Regions from separate parts of the Capra hircus genome. Here region 2 is linked to region 1. Evidence: chromatin contacts called from public Hi-C data. All regions are on one chromosome and are shown on one strand. The core of a region is the stretch at or near the end of the contact, and the rest is flanking DNA. Distances in the headings are between cores, read along the strand shown.

Region 1 (3,211 bases), core at 454-2,953:
TGCCTGGCTCCTCTGCCCATGGAGATTCTCCAGGCAAGAATACTGGAGTGGGTTGCCATGCCCTCCTCCAGGGGACTTTCCCAACCCAAGAATCGAGCCCAGAGATGGAACCCAGGTGTCCCGCATTGCCCTGGCTGTCCAGGGTGGCGCCCATAAGTCCCTCTTGCTTCACCTAAGCTAGTAAGAGCTAAGCTTAATTACTTGCAGAGTCCTGTCAATCAACCTTCCCTAGAGAGGAGACCACTCGCGGGGGCGGGGTGGGGGGCCTTTTTCCCTTTCCTCAAACACTTGGAGGCCGTCATAGGGAGGAGGGGACGTGGGCCAGAACTGGGATTGAGACATGGGAGGTGGAATGAGGCAGATGAAGGGTGGAAGAAGGAAGTGCTTTCTGAGTCAGATCCTTCCAGAGACAGCAGGACCGGCTTCAACAGAGAGCGAGCTGAAGAACCCCTGCTAGCGAAGGGTGGAGCAATCCAGGCATGAGATGGGGACAGGTGGACTACAAGCCTATAAAGTTGCTTCCTCTTCTGAGTCTCTGATTCTACACTATTCTCTAAGCTCTGTCCAAGGATGTCACCTCCCTGCTCCAGCGAGCAGGCCTGCTCAAAGTCACCTCTTAGCCAGAAGCATGGGGCGGGGCGGGGCGGGGGGAGGGGGTGGGGTGGACAGGTGGGTACTCCGGGCCTGTGAGCCTGTTCTCAGCCCAGGTGTGGTAACTGGCTGTCCACATGTCAGGATTCCAGAACAGGAAAACTCAATGACCCGAAGTGGCGCCTGTCTCTCCATTATTGCAGTGGTTTATGCCCTCTGCCTGTAAACATCCCTGAGGGGCAGGGCAGACGATCTTGGCAAAGCCAAGAATTTCCTGGCCCTTATTCTAGGGGCAGCGTCTTCCGCAGGAAAGATGAGCACTTCGGAGAGACCAGAGCCAGTGGAGGCCGAGTGTTGGAGCCAGAAAAGTACGGGCCTGAGTAAGACGGAGGTACTGACATCCCCTCCTCTCGTGCCAACCCAGACTGGAGTCACCAAAACACGCACATCGTGCAGGGGAGGGGTGGGGGTGGGGGATGGGAGGGGGAGAGGGGCGCCAGGCGAAGGGCGGTGAGAACCGCAGGAGGATTAGAAAGGAAGAGGCTCACACTCTGCATTCGGAGGCGTTTCTACACGCCATGCTGTGCTTAGCCGTTCAGTCGGGTCCGATTTTTTGCGACCCCATGGACTGTAGCCCACCAACCTCCTCTGGCCGTGAGGATTCTCCAGACAAGGATACTGGAGTAGGTTGCCATGCCCTCCTCCCAACCCAGGGATCGAACCCAGGTCTCCCACATTGCAGGCGGATTCTTTACCACCTGGGGCCCCAGGGAAGCCCTCTACACACCGTAGTGTAGCAGCGTTAGTCGCTCAGTCGCGTCCAACTCTTTGCGACCCCATGGACTGTGGCCTGCCAGGCTCCTCTGTCCGTGGGATTCTCCAGGCAAGAATCCTGGAGTGGGCTGCCATGCCCTTCTCCACTACATACTGTAGACGAGGGCAATTTGGAAAAGGCCCCCGAACCCTAGGAGCCCCCTGACCCCAAGCATCTGGTGGGCTAGTGCTCCCTAAACTGTGGGTGGCAGCACCCAGGCATAACACAGGTCATGCTGCTCTGGCCGCCCGGACACAACGACCTCACCGGCCCTCTCAAAGTGTCCCAGATCCGCAATGCACCGGCCGCGCATCCTAGCCCAGCGCACGGCAGGAACCAGTGGGCGCCTTCAGTCCGAGTCACCGGCCGTTTTGCAGAGGTATTACTTCAGTTCTCCAGCAGAGGGCAGTACTGTGCTCCAAGGAAGAGGCGCCCTTTTCCGAAGAGCACGGAAACCAGTATGTTCTTCAGTCAGCAGGAATCTTGAAGGGACAGCCCTCCAGACTCGAACCTGAGGGTCAGATTCTCTTTTCTATTTACAGAGCTCTAATTTTAATCAAAGCAATACCTCACTTTTTAAAAATGTGAAAATGGTCTCTAAGACTCAACAAAAGCCAGCAGCTCCTCTTATCCACACCCCACCTTCAACCACTCCAAATGCTTTCAGCCTTTCTTGTTAATCTCCAGATTTCTAAAGAACCGGTTCTTGATTTCCTAGTTTTAGATGTCATCTTTGACTACTATGATGGAAGATGAGATTTATCTTTCTTAAGCTCAACATTCAGAAAACTAAGATCATGGCATCCGGTCCCATCACTTTGTGGCAAATAGATGGGGAAACAGTGGAAACAGCAGCTGACTTTACTTTTCTGGGCTCCAAAATCACTGCAGATGGTGACTGTAGCCATGAAATTAAAGACGCTTACTCCTTGGAAGGAAAGTTATAACCAACCTAGACAGTATATTAAAAAGCAGAGACATTACTTTGCCAACAAAGGTCCGTCTAGTCAAGGCTATGGTTTTTCCATAGTAGTCATGTATGGATGTGAGAGTTGGACTATAAAGAAAGCTGAGTGCCGAAGAATTGATGCTTTTGAACTGTGGTGTTGGAGAAGACTCGAGAGTCCCTTGGACTGCAAGGAGATCCAGACAGTCTATCCTAAAGGAGATCAGTCCTGAGTGTTCATTGGAAGGACTGATGTTGAAGCTGAAACTCCAATACTTTGGCCACCTGATGCGAAGAGCTGACTCATTTGAAAAGACTCTGATGCTGGGAAAGATCGAGAGCAGGAGGAGAAGGGGACGACAGAGAATGAGATGGTTGGATGGCATCACCGACTCAATGGACATGGGTTTGGGTGGACTCCGGAAGTTGGTGATGGACAGGGAGGCCTGGCGTGCTGCAGTTCATGGGGTCACAGAGTCGGACACAACTGAGCAACTGAATTGAACTGAACTGAATCTACCCCAAGCTCTCCCCTCTCAAACATACCCACGTTCTCCTCCTTGCCAGCATGTTTGTCTCTCTGTTGTTATTCAGTCAGTAAGTCGTGTCCCACTCTTTGCCGCCCCACAGACTGCAGCACACCACACTTCCCTGTCCTCCACTGTCTCCTGGAGTTTGCTCAAGCTCATGTCCACTGAGTCGGTGATGCCATCCAACCATCTCATCCTCTGTCATCCCCTTCTCTTCCTGCCGTCAATCTTTCCCAGCATCGGGATCTTTTCCAGTGAGTCAGCTTTTTGCATCAGGTGGCCAAAGTATTGGAGTCTCAGCTTCAGCATCAGTCCTTCCAATGAATATTC
Region 2 (3,211 bases), core at 458-2,957, 180 kb before region 1:
CAGCCTCCAGGAGACGGAGCAGCAGCCTAGAGTTCATGCCCCCTGCTCTGCCACCTGATACCACCAGAGCTCGCTGCCTGCTGTAAAGACTTGGTTTGACCCTCCTCTTATTGCCACCTTCCCGCCTGGCACCCTCCCCGCCGTCCTCTCTGGTCTGAATCTTTCCATAGTGCTCCTGTACCTGGCACCTCCATAAATGATGTTATAAACCCCCTAGAGACCCGGCATCCCCAGGACCCCAGAGGCCATGCAGCCGGCACCCTGGCCAGGTCTCTAGACCCACTTGGCTCCAAATTCCTGGCAGAGGCAAAGGGCTGGTATGAGGTGGACCAAAAAAACAAAAAAGGCTGGGGTTAGTCAATTTGGGCAACTATGTGGCTTCAGTTTAGGGGTGCCCTAGGCATCATGGCCCCATCCAGTCCCCACTGCCCAGGAGAATTTGGGGCCTTCTAGGTAAGAAGAACCAGGCATCAAGCACCACCCCCCACCCCCAGGTCCCTGAGATAAAAGACTGGTCATGGAGGAACACCTGGGGGAGACGATGGGTTTGAGGGTGGATGTGAGAGTCCCTCATCACCAAGCGCTTTCCATAAAGGGTCAAGGAGCCCGGATCTGCCCCCACCAACTACATTCCGGGGCTGAAAAGGGGAAGCAGGCCTCTGCTCTGCAGCATTAACGCAGGCTGGCAGCTATTTGCAAGGCTGTCTGTGGCCATTCTGAACAGGCCTGAGAAGGCAAAGCCCAGCCCCAACAGCCCTCAATGGGTACAAATGGCAATTTGGGGGCTGCTGGGGTGGGGGTGGGGCTCCCTAGGTGGCACTAATGGTAAACCAGCTGCCAGCCAATCCAAGGGAAGAGATGCGGGCTTGATCCCTGGGTGGAGAAGATTCCCTGGAGGAGGGCATGGCAACCCACTCCAGCATTCTTGTCTGGAGAATCCCATGGACAGAGGAGCCTGGATGGCTACAGTCTGTAGGGTCATAAAATCAGGACATGACTGAAGCAACTTAGCGTGGGGCGGGGCATGGAGTTTCTTTGTTGAGACTTCCGGAGCCTGAAAATAGACCAGGAACCAGGGAGACTGTGCAGCTGGTCACATACCTTGCCCAGTACTGAGGCCACCTTCCTGCTCAGGGGCCGGGGGCTGGGACCCTGCCCAGCATCCCATGCCCCTCCTCTCCTCTCCGCGCCTAAGAAGCCCAGGCAGGATCCTCCAAGCCAGCTGAGGGCCCAGCCCCCCACCTCCCTAGAAGACCCTCGTCCCTCCCCTGGTGGGTCCTGTAAGTCTATTTTGGAAACTGTCCATGTTCCCTGCCGTAGGTAGCAGAGCTAATTTATCATGTTTATCCCCCCTGAGCCTCCCTTTTTTATATTATCTATCAAGAGGAGTTTTTGTAATATAAAACAGGACGCCCACACTGATGGTTTTGCACTGGTTTTTGTGACTGTTTCTTACAAAAAGGAAAAGGAACGAAGAATAAATAGTGACCGTGAGGAACGGTGGTCTTGATCGGAGGTGGGGACGGAGGAGGCTGGGGCCGGGGCAGGAGCTTGGCGGGAGTGAACTGAGTAGGGCCATCTTGGTTGATCTTCTCGAACTTTTAGGACGGACAGCGCCGTCCCTGCGGGTCCTCGTCCACCCTCTCTGGAGCCAAGGCCGTGCCACCCACCCCAGCTTGGCCGGCCCGGCCTGGCCCTGCTCCGGCACCCCATACTTCCCCCTTGCATGCCAGCCTCCCTCCCCTGCTCAGCAGCTGGTTCTTAGGACAAACCGTCCATCACTTGCTGGCGCATTAGCCAGGCCTCAAAAAGCATGGGTCAGCTTCGACACAGTGAGGCCGGGGGGCATGGCCCGCCAGCCACCACCACCTCCTCCCAAAGGCTGCACTGGCTCTGGGTCTGCCTGGGACTCGGTGGAGGGGTGGGGGCGGGTGGACAGGATTCTATAGAGAGACTAGAACCTCAGCCCAAGAGACAGAGGCCAGGCGGGAATGGCCCATCCTCAGGGTCCCGCTTCCCCTGCCCTCAGCCGCAGTCAGCAGCCTTGGACTCCTGACCTGCCAGGCGGGCCTCAGTTAACAGCGATGGCACCACTGGGCAAAGGCCATGCGGCCGGGTTTGTGGCCACTGGGACAGCTGTGGGCGTGGGGGAGGGCAGTGAGGCCCAGGGTCAGGTGTGGGGGGCCCCCTATGTGGCAGCAGCCGGAGCTGGGCTACACCTCAGGACCAACCACTCTGCCCCTTCAACACAGTGCTGAGACAGGAGGCAAGTCTGGGGCCCAGCCTGCTTCCCTGCACACGCGTCCCCAGGACACGGGGCCACCAATCCCCGTGTGATGGAGCGAAGGAGGGCGTCAGGTGAGGGACACGTGGTGGGCGGTGGGCACAACGGTGTTGGGCCTGCAGGGGGCTCAGCCCTTCTGGGGCACTGGGGGAGATGGGTGTGAGTGGAGGCGGCCTGCTGAACTGTTTCTTTTTGCCTTGCTGAGCTTTGAAGGTTACCCAGTCACACACACAGCCAACCCTCCATGGCAAACCCAGGACAGAAGGCCAAAGGGCAGCACGCTGGGGAAGGGAGGAAGGTGGACGAGGGGGCTGAGTCAGGTGTGCCGCAGACCCCAGAGCACATGCCCAAGTGAGGAGGAAATGCTTTTCTCTCTGCCTGATCCCCAAGCCCCATCACTGACAGGTGGCCTTCATCTGGGGTTACCTGGGTGTCCGTCTGTCAGGGCCGGCCTGGGGCCGGGGCAGGGAAGGGGCCTCCACGAGCTGGGGCCAAGGCAGAGAAGCCAAGAGTGAGGCCGGGGCTGAGAACAGGGCCCTGCTACCCCCAGGAGGCGGAAAGGGAGGTGCTGGATCAAAGGCAGCCCCCCACAGGGCTCCCTGCCAGCCCACAGCTGTGCTGGGTGTTTAGGGGGCACAGGGGCCCCTGTGTGTGGAGAGGGCCTGCATGGAAGGAAAGGAGCCCAGGGTCGAGGTCTCGGGTTTTCCAAGCAGGGGCGGGAGTCAAGTCTGGCTGCTTGGGCATCATTGGCCGGGGGGTGCGGGGGACGGACAGGGAGGCGGTCCACAGCCTCTCAAGAAAGAAGGGTCTCATGATAGGGGAAGAAGGGGCCTGGCCCGGCCGGAGGCCCGTGACTCAAGCTTTCCCGTGAGCTTCTGTCCAGGGGGATCCAGAGGCCGGGAGACCCATAAGAAGGAGGCGTCACCG

The links. Hi-C and Micro-C count contacts between places; a contact is called where the count stands out from the background.
Region 2: a contact with region 1 is called in a Hi-C map of blood, with 5 times the contacts expected there. The contact joins two enhancer-like sites. A contact is called at or near these places in 3 of 5 Hi-C or Micro-C datasets (blood and liver).

The regions. Positions count from the first base shown.
Region 1 is chr15:7,828,868-7,832,078 of ARS1.2, reverse strand. No RefSeq gene overlaps it. Among named protein-coding and RNA genes, the nearest start is that of TP53I11, 160 kb to the left of the region's middle. Within about 2 kb of position 1,703, at least 1 of the 5 cell types and tissues checked has an H3K27ac peak or open chromatin away from gene starts, as enhancers often do.
Region 2 is chr15:8,004,002-8,007,212 of ARS1.2, reverse strand. TP53I11 (tumor protein p53-inducible protein 11) reads right to left here. Exons shown (of 8, transcript XM_018059209.1): 8 at 1,423-3,211. Among named protein-coding and RNA genes, the nearest start is that of TP53I11, 17 kb to the right of the region's middle. Within about 2 kb of position 1,707, at least 1 of the 5 cell types and tissues checked has an H3K27ac peak or open chromatin away from gene starts, as enhancers often do.